Regions from separate parts of the Rattus norvegicus genome. Here region 1 is linked to region 2. A link is a contact called in public Hi-C data. All regions are on one chromosome and are shown on one strand. The core of a region is the stretch at or near the end of the contact, and the rest is flanking DNA. Distances in the headings are between cores, read along the strand shown.

The links. A called contact is a pair of places that touch in the nucleus more often than the background predicts.
Region 1: a Hi-C map of the A7r5 cell line shows a contact between it and region 2, with 2.5 times the contacts expected there. The contact joins two enhancer-like sites. A contact is called at or near these places in 2 of 12 Hi-C or Micro-C datasets (the A7r5 cell line and mammary epithelial cells).

Annotation. Positions count from the first base shown.
Region 1 is chr1:31,145,890-31,151,938 of GRCr8, reverse strand. All of the region lies in intron 2 of Zdhhc11 (zinc finger, DHHC-type containing 11), which reads left to right. Among named protein-coding and RNA genes, the nearest start is that of Zdhhc11, 6.6 kb to the left of the region's middle. Within about 2 kb of position 4,173, at least 43 of the 93 cell types and tissues checked have an H3K27ac peak or open chromatin away from gene starts, as enhancers often do. A contact at or near this core is called in the A7r5 cell line, where this site is marked.
Region 2 is chr1:30,937,083-30,942,506 of GRCr8, reverse strand. It overlaps Exoc3 (exocyst complex component 3), which reads right to left. Exons shown (of 13, transcript NM_001024964.1): 6 at 4,936-5,061; 7 at 1,808-1,908; 8 at 155-265. Among named protein-coding and RNA genes, the nearest start is that of Exoc3, 20 kb to the right of the region's middle. Within about 2 kb of position 3,521, at least 1 of the 93 cell types and tissues checked has an H3K27ac peak or open chromatin away from gene starts, as enhancers often do. A contact at or near this core is called in the A7r5 cell line, where this site is marked.

The DNA of each region.
Region 1 (6,049 bases), core at 2,924-5,423, 210 kb before region 2:
GCCTCTTTCTATTTTTAATTTTTCCAGCCTTTGTTTTTATTATTCCTTCTTTCAACTAATGTCGGGATTCTCGCCTTTAAGTGGAAATGCAGGTCATCGGCTTCCTCGACACATACTTAGTGTTATGCTACTATGTTTTCCCTGAAAGTTTGGGCCCTGTGCTGGGTAGTTTTGTCAATTTGACACAAGCTAGAGTCATTTTGGAAGAGGGGAGCTTGGTTGAGGAAAAGCCTCTATAATATTGGTCCATAGGCAAGTCTGTAGGTCATTTTCTTTATTGATAATTGATGTGGGAGAGCCCAGCTCACTGTGGACAGTGCCTTCCCTGGGCCAGGTTGTCCTGGATGGTCTAAGAGAGCAAACTGAACAAGTCATAATAAACAAGACAGTGAGCAGGGCTCCTCCATGGCTTCTGCTTCAGTTCTTGCCTCCAGGTTCCTGTGCTGCTGCAGTTTCTGCCCTGACTTCCCTCAGTGATGGACTATTTCCTGGGAATGTACAATGAAATAAACCCTTTCTTCCCCGAGTTGTTTTGGTCATGATGTTTTTATCACAGCACTAGAAATCATAACTAAAAAGGCCCCTCGTTGCCTGTACTTCCGGGGCTAACACCAGTTGCTCATGTAGTCTTGCTAGTGATAGGAGACTTGTTTTTAGGGATAAGCCAAAGATGCCTCTGGCAGGTACCTGTGAGACCACGGACATCCTGGCTACATGCAACCCTGAAAATACATATCCTGGGACACACATCCTGGACACACACTCCCCAGATACTTACTTCCCAGTACATTCCCGCTGAGCACATATATAACTCAGTATGCACATCAGAGGCACACATGCATCAGGGGAAGACTTCCTCCGCCCTGTACATGCATCCTGGGCACACACATTCCAGGGATATATACACATATCCCACATACACATGCCCCGGGCATATGTACATCCCAAGCATACTTGCGACCAAGATCCTCCCACCCCAACCCTGGCAACACACTCTGAATGTGCACACATCCCAGACATGTGAACCCAGGACACGCTTTTACTCGATTGACCTTGCAGCATCAGGTCTTGTCTAGGGGAGACAGGGTGAGGATGGTGTGCAGGAACCAACGGCAGGTGCAGGGAATCGCTTCGGGTTCCTGCGTGCCCAGGATCCAGATAGGCAGCAGCACCCTCTTCCAAGAGGAGTCTTTGCTAAAGCTCTATCCAGTCACCAGAACAGAGTAGGCATTCAAACCGTGTGAGACTAACTTCCATGTGGGAGCTCAAATGTCCACATGGGAGGGGAACAGAAGGGTATAGGTACCTGAGTCGTGCTATTCAAACACACAGCACCCCACCTGTATTCTCTTCCCATCAGGGTGACAGCTTCCAACTCTGAGTGGTGGCCCATCTCACTATACCTACTATGGAGGCCACAAACCCTGCTGTACCCTCCTTGGTCCTCCAGAAACTCCAGACCTTGTTGTTGGCCTACTGAGCCTCCACTGTGTCCTGACACCCAGGCCCTCTGTCCTCCAGTAGCATCTGCCTCTAACCAAGAGCCCTCAAGCTCCCTAGGTCCGCGGGGCTGAAAAGCAATGCCATCAGTTCCTGTGTGCTCTTTAATGTAGGCAGTTGGCCTCCTGGGTGCTCAGCCACAATGGGGGATAAGAGATGATACTGAAGTCATCAGCCCATAGCTCAGTGCCCCGCTTCTGTTTATGTAACATCAGACATTGGCCTCACCAAACGCCTCAGCATGGGTGAAAACAGGCACTAGCTCAACAATTTCGAGTGCCTCTCAAGTGACCTTTATGTGAGTTTTAAAACCCAGAATCTAGTCAGCGCTGAGGCCAGCGCTGAGGCCAGCGCTGAGTCTTGAATATGGGATGGAGCCTCTCTGTCTCCTTAGGGGAGCACGGCAGTTGCCAGGCTGAGCTTGGCTGTGTTTCTGAGTTAGGCAGCCTGTGGCCTGTCGGGTTGACCAGGAGTCCCAACAAGAGTCTTAGCACGACCCATTGCCATTGGGGGTACCTGTGGGGGACCTAGTTATGCTAAATCTCTACATCCACCATTCTTCCTGAATAAAGGGGTGTTTCCTTCCCGCTCCCTGCCTTCCATCTTGCTGCCTTTCTTTCATATCTTTCCATGGTACTGTGGAATAACGTGTGTGACACATATGGCTGTCCTAACAGAGCTACCCAAGGTGTCTTAGGCAAGAGATGATGTATTTCCCTTAGTTCTGGGGAAGCAGTCTAACGTGAAACGGACACAGGCCCATGTTCTTCTTAAAACACTGGGGAGTACTATGTCTCCCTGTCACTTTGCCGCTATGTCACCTTGGCCTGGGGATGCAGTCTTCAGTGTTGGCTCATTTTCTGCCCTGGGAATTCAGTCTGCTGTATTTCCCATAAAAATATTTAGAGAGCGAGTGAGTGTGTGTTTATGGCATGCTCGCCATTGCATGTAAGTGGAGCTCAGAGGACAACTTTCTTTTTTCTTTCCCACTATTTATTCACTTTACGTCCCTATTGCAGATGCCCCTCTCTTCCCAGCCCCCCTCACACAGTCCCTCCCCACAGCCCCTCCCCACAGCCCCTCCCCACAGTCCCTCCCCACAGCCCCTCCCCACAACCTTCCCCACAGCCCCTCCCCACAGTCCCTCCCCACACACCCTCCCCACAGCCCTTCCCCACACACCCTCCCCACAGCCCCTCTCCACACGCCCTCCCCACAGCCCCTCCCCACAACCCTCCCCCCACACCCTCCCCACAGTCCCTCCCCACACACCCTCCCCACAACCCTCCCCACAGCCCCTCCCCACAACCCTCCCCACAACCCTCCCCACAGCCCCTCCCCACACACCTTCCCCACAGCCCCTCCCCACACACCTTCCCCACAGCCCCTCCCCACAACCCTCCCCACAACCCTCCCCACACACCCTCCCCACAGCCCCTCCCCACAGCCCCTCCCCACAGCCCCTCCCCACAGTCCCTCCCCACACACCCTCCCCTTCTCCTCCAAGAAGGAGAAGAACCCCGTCCCCGAGGTACCAACCCACCCTGGCACATCAAGTCACTGCAGGACCCAGCACATCTGATCCCACTGAAGCCAGGCAAAGGCAGCCCAGAACGGGATCCACAGGCAGGCAACACAATCAGGGCCAGTCCTCTACCCCATCCCTGAAGAGGACAACTTCCAGGAGTCAGTTCTCTCTCTCTATCTACCACAGGGTCCAGGTTGTCAGACTTCCGCAGAAAGCTCTTTGAGCTGCTGCATCCCCTTGTTGGCCTACAGTTGCCATTTTTATAAGGTCTGTGGCCACAGTGGATGAGATCGTTCCCAGTGGCCTCGTTTACTTGGTTTGCGATGACTCTGTTTTGCAAGTGAAGTCTTCTGACTTTGGTGTCAGGACGTGTATATGTTTAGGAGACACTCACTGCCTTATAATCACTGCTTGCTTCTTTTTATTCCTAACTTGGCTCTGTTTGGCCCTGGATCTTGTTGGTGGCTTTGTGTTTGCTGCATTGGGCCGTTCTGGCAGCACATCCAAATGGACTCCATTCTTTCCCAGAGCCTGCTCTATCCACTTGCTAGCTCAGTCTGGGTTGTTGTTCAGGGACACTGGAGCTCCTGCAGCGTTCTTGGCTTTTCTGGTCAGGTTATTGCCTCTGAAATTCTTTCACTAGCTTGACGGTTGGGAGCCAGGCTACACCCGCATTGTGCTCAAAGGAGCAGTGCTTAGTACTAGTTTGCAGCCACTAGAGGGCACCAGCATCATTTGGCGCCTGCTAGGCACTGTGAGGGGCTGAGAAGTGAGGGGCTGGGTTAGAAGAGCTAGGACTTTGTGTGGAGAGGATCCTAGGAAACCCTGAGGTCAGAAAAAAGCCTGAAGATCCTTCTTGTGGTTCATATGAGAAAGGGCCCGCCAGGCTTGTGAGGGTCCTGTCACCAGTGGGACTCCTTCCCTGCTGACAAAGGAATAGATAACACAGTTTAACCAACAGGGCCCACAGTGCAAAATCAACCTTTAGCCTATAAATCTTTTTTTTGAGTCCTGGGTTGTGCCAAGGCAATGTGAACTAAGTGGGTGTGTGTGGGGGGGACAAGCAGGGTGTCTTAGGCTGCTGTTGTAGCTCAACCACGGAATTTGCCCTGGGGGAATCATGAGTCCAGACAGTACCAGAATGTTGGCTCCTCCTGGGCCTCCCCTCTTCCTGCGGAAACAGGACAAGGGAGAGGTCAGTAGTTCGAGGAGGCTGAGGAGGGTGGTGTCCTGAGCTGGCGCCCTTCCTTTATTTGTTTACTAAACACAGATTGTTGCTAGGGAATGTTCCAGCCAGCTGTGGTTCTCATAGGCTCCCACATGGAAACTTCCAGAGGGAGTTGGAGGAAGGCCTCCATGGAGGACGCCTCACCCTGCTACTTTCACATTTAGTTATCCATTGAGACAAGGCTCTAGAGGAGACAAGGGCAGTTCCTGAAGAAGTTCCTCTTCTGGGCTCCCCCTTGGGAATGTCGCCTTGGTGTGTGGTAGGGAGTGGCCAGCCAGGTCATCTGAGACAAAATATAGTATAAAGTAAGGTCACCAACATGATTTCTATGGGTGACAGGGATATCATTGAGTGGTAAAAAAAAAAAAAAATGCTGGCAAAGAGATCCTGGACAAGCTTTGCACAGGAGAATGTGATAAAAGATGTGCGGTAACTTCTGTAGGGGAGCTCCGTGTCCAGGAGGGACAGATTGAAGTCTGAAATCTGAGTCCCTTTTGTGACCAGAGGCCTTTTGTGACAGACAAATGCTTTTAGGGTGGCCCCCTGGTACTCCATGTGACGTCTGGGGATTGACGGTCCTTTAGGATCTGTTTGGCAGGTTCAGGTTCCAGAGATTCTGCCTCAGCTGTACCCTGAGAATACTTTGCAGCCATACCCTCCACATGACTGGCCTACATCCCCAACAGTGGGACTTCATGTGTGAGTAGAGGACGGATGCTGGTGGGTTGGAGAAGATATGGAGGTATCATGAGATGCGGTCACGGAGAGCCTGGGCAGTTGACCTCAGCTTTACCCTGTTTGCTCCTCAAAATGCCTCTTGGGCTTTCTGCCTGCCTACGGGTTTCTGTTAGAACAGGCCTGTTCTAGTGTCACAGGGAAAGAGTCAGAGTCCAGTATAAGACTTCCCGTGTCCTCGATCCTTACCCACCAATGTCCCAGGCTCTGACCAGGCTTCTTACTACCCGTCATCATGAAGGAAACACATTCACCCTCAAATTAGCTTCGAGAAGTGGAAGAGCTGCTGGGCCATGCTCTTGCCATGGTAGCATCAACAGCTGTGAGTGACCCTGTGCCTACTCCCACTGGCCTATACCATAGCTGCAATCTATGCTACAATAAAAAGGTAGCAAGAGCCTCTTCTGCCACACTCCCATCCAGCCCTGCACCAGCTCCTGCTCTGGTCCTCCTGGAATACAGCTTCCTGTCTTCCTCACAGTCATTTCTCTGTGCCCTGACCCGCTTCTCCGTCCTGTGTCCATGCCCTGAATCCTTCATCCTGGCCAGTTCATGCTTGAAGATGAGGTGAGCAAGACAGGACCTACACCAGGGTTTGGGTCAGTATACAGGCCTCTTGCAGGCTTATCCTACATCACTGATTCTTTTTAGACCTTCATTAGGGCCTCCTCTCCAACACACATCACCCACAAAACCCAACCCCAGCATACAGGATGGCTTTGGAAATCAGCACTACAAAGCCAGGCCAGCAACCCTGAGCTCATAGAAGGGCTGGGAAAAGGGACTTCTGGCTGAGTTAACTATCCATGTCCTGTTAAAATCCCCACAGAGCCTCTTGTATATGCCTATGGCCTTTCTCTTGCATAGATACAAAGAAGCCTGCCTGCTGGCCCAAGCTTAGGCTGTGGGGCATGAGACTTTGTTGACTTCCTTTAAAGATGCTGTAAATGCTGGTCCACCTGGCCCAGAAATCAGGGCAAGAGGGAGCCTCTGTTTTCTTTTTCTTTTTTTTTTTCCTGAGCTGGGGACCGAACCCAGGGCCTTGTGCTTGCTAGGCA
Region 2 (5,424 bases), core at 2,272-4,771:
GAAGCTATGCCTGCCTGCTCTCTGCCCACCCTGCCCCGCACAGCGCTTACTTGAAGCTATGCCTGCCTGCTCTCTGCCCACCCTGCCCCGCACAGCGCTTACTTGAAGCTATGCCTGCCTGCTCTCTGCCCACCCTGCCCCTCACAGCGCTTACTTGAAGGTCTGGCAGTTATTGATGATGGCGACCATGTACTGCACGTAACAGTGTGGGTGCTGCCGGTTTCTCAGGTGCTCCTCTTTGTAAAGCTGGGCTTCCTCTTTGTATCTGAAATTACATTGGGGATCCCAGAGCTGTCTACAGTGCCGGGTAGACATCATGATGTCAGGGGCCTCATGGCACCACTTTGGGACCAGAGGAATCTTTAAGCATAAACATTCTTTTGGATAATCATATCAATGGTAGAGGAGAGAGTCAATCATGTTAAATGAATTTTAAAAATAATTTCTATAGCAGGCTTTGAAATATGGTTTGGTCTCCTGACACGAAGATACTGTGAAACGCATGACCGTTACTAGAAAAGTATTTCATGAACCAGGTACCCACAACTCCTATAACAGGACTAGAGAGGTGACTCGGTAGGTGAGGTACTTGCCCAAAGCCTGTCTACCTGAGGTAGATCCCTGAAACTCACATAAAGGTGGAAGGAGAGAACCAACCGCACAAAGTTGTCCTCTGATTTTCTCACATATACCACGGCACAAAACCTTCCACAAAACCCTCATCAGTGTGAGAAACATTACCAGACAACACCTGATAAGATGAAGAAATGAATCAAAAAATAACCAGAGTCTTGAGATATCTGGAAAACAAACACCTAGGGTGCCACTGTGGCATTCTGTATATTTTTTTGACTCATTAACCTCAAACTGTTAACTAGTGGGGAAGATCTACACACTTATTCTGATTTTGCCCATCTGTGGTTCAAGATCAACCAAGGGGGGAAAAAATCCACTTCATAGAAGGCCCCACCTCAAAAATGAAGTGACTGACTTGGAAGTGACGCTGAGAAATGACAGCTTTGGGAGAGCTCAGCAATGACTCCATAAATGGACTGAGGAGCTCAGCTACAATTCTATGGGTGGAATGTGGAGATCAGTTATGGCCCTGGGACTGAGAGGAATCAAATCAGGATCCCTCGGTGGGTAGCAGATGGAACTCTAAGGAAGGGAGGAGTCTGGCTGGCAACTGGGCTGTCAGAGACATGACATCTGACCACGCACACTGAAGACGTGTTGGTGAGTAAAAAGAGACCACGCCGGCTTCTTGAGAGCTTCCTAGTGAAGAGGGAGAGGAGCAGCCTCATGCTCCAGAAGCCTACATACTTAGACCACAGTGACACACAGGCCTGCCAACCTAGCAGTTGAGACGACGAACTTTAATATAAGATGTCAGATACCTACTACATGACTGATATTGTTGTGGTTCTAACAGAGAATCTGGGACTCAGCAACATCTGGGCATCAGAGTGATAGAAGGGAGGCACAGAAGAGAACAGGCATGTGAGGATGGCCTAGAAGACTTGGGCACTATGATGGGAGGACAGAGCTCATGGGATTCTTCTGTCCAGACTTGAACATCGTTATGTGAACAATTCACAGGGAAAGGCCCACTGTAAAACAGTATGTCACATGCCCCATCTGATTAGGATATTTTCATTTTTGCATCTTCTTCTTTTTTAAATATTTTTGCATCTCTGAACAACAAAAGGGGCTAACCTTTGAAAAATGGCATCCTAGAATCAACAGGTTTTATTCTTAATTTTAAAACACATAATTTGTAATTCAGATTACTGGCAAAAATACATACCTACTTAGGAAAGAATTCATTTGCTGAAGACACAAAACTAATACCTTTGTTTTCAAATCTTCACTTATTTGAGCAGCAACTTGAAGATTCTGTTCAAACATCTAAAAATTGAAAAAAGGAGACACAAAAGGAGAACAACAGCATAAAAGAACAGGGCATTAAGAATTGTGAAACAGTATTATAAAAGCATAGAATAATGTTCCCATTAATAAAATTCTACCTGGGACATCCTTCTCCAAGGTCTGCCTGGTTAGTCTGCCTGACTCTTTTTTCTCTCACATTCTCTTCAACCTGCTAGATTTAGTCTGGAGTCCTCATCTAGTGCCCTGGCCTAGTCTGGTCACCCCTGTTGCACCTCAAACAACCTCTAGGCATCTCCCATGATCTACTCTCCCTGCTCTTAACTTACAGGCCCCTACCATACAATATTCAACCTCTCACTGAGCTAGATCTCCTCTCACACCCCAAGCCTGGACCAGAACACACATTCTTTACAGCGGTCCCGTCTCCTTCGTCCACATGCTTTCATTCCTACCAAGCCATTTCCAACCTCCAGATCCAGCCTGCCTATGTATCCTGTTCGCTCTTCTACCCCAACCTGCCCTGTCTCAGCAGACACAGAACTAACAAAAGAAGTCTATATGCCCAGAACTCATCACAAAAATACAAACAATATCTCTTCTCCAAAACCTATCACACCTTATAAAAATGCTTGTCAATAAGAATTGCCTATATGAAAATCAGGAAATAGAATTCAAAAGAACACATAAACTTCATCAAATAACTCAAGGAACTTAAAGAAGACACAAAGAAGCATCTCAATGAAATTACATACAAAAAACTTGTACCTGAATAATGCCCAAGAAAATACAAACATAAGGCTGATGGAAATGCTGGAGACAGCCCAGACTGGAAAAACAGAATTCAGTAAAAATAAAGAAAAAGAAAGAGAAGATCCAACTTACAGAATAAAAAATGAACAGGGAGATAATAGATACTAAAAAAAGTCAGATTATTAAAAGGGAATACTTTAAAAATCTGTACTTCATTAAGATGAAATTAATTTCTAGATTTAGCAAAACCATCAAAATTAAACCAAGATGTCAATAACTCATACCAAATGAGAAAATTGAAATAATAAAGAAATTCTAGGATCAGATGGATTCACAGATGAAGTACACCAGACCAGACTTTCAGTGAATGAAGTTCTACAGTCAATCATTCTTTAAAAATCTGAGGGGGCGGTGAGGAGAGATGGAAGGGGGGAAGGGGGAGGGGGGAGGGGAGGAGAACTTCTATCAAGCTAGTGTCACTCTAAGACTAAGACAGGTAACGACAGCAACAACAACAGCAACAGCAACAACAACAACAACAGCAACAACAGAAACTAAAGCCCAATACGTCTGATGAACACAGATTCAAATAAAATAATTGCAGAGAATACAGATAGAGCAAAAAGATGACCAAGCTAGATTTACCCCTGAAATGCAGGGATATTCAACATACACAGTTCAATAAATTTAAGAAACCACATAAATGGATTTAAAGACAAAAATCACATGCTCATCTCAACAGATCTAGGTGAAGCCTTTGAAGGGTGTGGGTGCAGTGGTGGCATCTACACATTGGCGATAACCAGCACTCTGCTCTGTCTCTGTGTCTGTGTCTCTGCCTGCATCAGGAATGTAAGCCTGTGAGTCAGGACGTAAATCGCTCAGCTACTGTGCCAGCACCATGATGCTGCCAAGTCCCCGCCACGCTGATGGACCAAACGCACCGAACCTCCGCACTGTAAGCAAGTCCCCAATTAAATGCTTTCTTTAGTAAGAGCTGCCTTTGTCATGGCGTCTTTTCCCAGCAAAAGAGAACAGTGACTAAGAAGTACAGGTAAGTGTAAGCCTCACCCTTCCTTAAGAAAATTTCTCTTTGCTAGAGATGGAGACCATTACAGAAAACTGTAAATAATCAAAACCCAGAGTTGTGGAGCCCAGTCCCAACTGATACATCTACCACAATCACCTGGATCAGGGATCGCTGTGTAGAGAGGGAGGTAAGACTGCAAGAGCCAAAGAGATAGAAGTTTGCTGTGAGACGGTGTCTCCTAGAAATGTCAGAAGTTATACCAGTGAAGTCTCACTAACATGGCTGCCAAAACATACCCTGAACAAGGACAGTACCAACAGACATGCTAACTCGGATGAGAGAAAGCTCACGAGGCCTCAACTCTAGACAAAGAACTAGGGGCAATTATGGAATGCTGAGAGTAGGAGAAAAAGTCTTCCTAGGGAGGAACTACTAGTTATCCAATATGGTGAGCTCTGAAAACATACATCCAAGTAACATTTTGCAGACTAAGCAGGTTGTATTTATGACATAAAACATATATGTATAGCCATACACATAAATGTATATAACACCAATTAATAAAAAAAGAGGCCATGAATTTGAAAGACAATAAGGAGGGTATATGGGACAGTCTGGAAGGAGAAAATGGAAGGAGGAAATGATGCAATTATATTATAATCTCAAAAAAGAAAGTATATAATTAATAAAAAAATTATCTGGCAGTTGGAATAGTCCAAATTCAAAGACAAAAATAAAAGTATCTGAAAAACAATGGAGTTAAACAATTTTTCCAGTGGGGAAAAAAGCCTAGCACACATTTTACTAATTACCTTCAGTTGGAGTTCTAGCACAGGGAAATATTTACCCTTTCATTATAACCATGCGGTGATAAAGTGACCAGAGGGCTGACAAAGAGGTGGGGCCAGGAGGATGGTTATGTGCACTTATGTGCGAGATTAAACTTAATTATGTGGCACTCTGAAGACAAGTCTTGACCATTTCCCAGCATGGAACGTAAAAGAGCGCAGAACAGGAGCACCAGGTACAACCAATAGAATTAACCTCTAGTGCAGACCCAAAAAGATCTCAAGCGACTCTGGGTAACACTACTTGGTAAGTGTAAGTCTGAGCCTCAGTTTCTTTAGCTCTAGAAAGCAGAGATAGAGGTATCAGGGAAAGCATGTTCTTACATCTACTTTATGAAGTCTAAGATATTTGCTGTCTATGAAGCCAACGGATCCTATTAACCACATGGGCCCCCGGACCTTTAATAGGGCTTATACCTGGAATACAATGGCAGGAAGTGTCGTCTGATAATAGCCGTCCTGGTCTGCTTCCGGCTCCGTCTCTTTGCTCCAGTCTTTCTTGTCTGTCTCCAGTGCTTTCCGAAGCCAGGCAATGATGTTGGACTAGGAGTTTGATATTATGGGAAAGGAAAGAACAAGCTCTGAGTTATACCAACATCCTCTCGGTAGCTCTTGTAAGCTGCACAGACTAGATACAGCTTTGCACAGCAATCCTTGCTTCCAAGCACAGAGCCTGCTAGAGCAGGCTCTTCTCATGCAGTTCACTGGGGTGCAGCGCTCATGCTGGTCTTTTCGTATGTGGACCACCAAAACACTAACTATAGATAAAGAGGGAAAGGATCAAGAGGGCTATTGGTGAACATTATGCTGGAGGACAAAACCAGATGTCCAGCATCTGATGGTTAGGCCTAGGACATTAGAGAACAGACTCGTTAGCCCAGTCATCTCAGGCCACAGCAGAACACA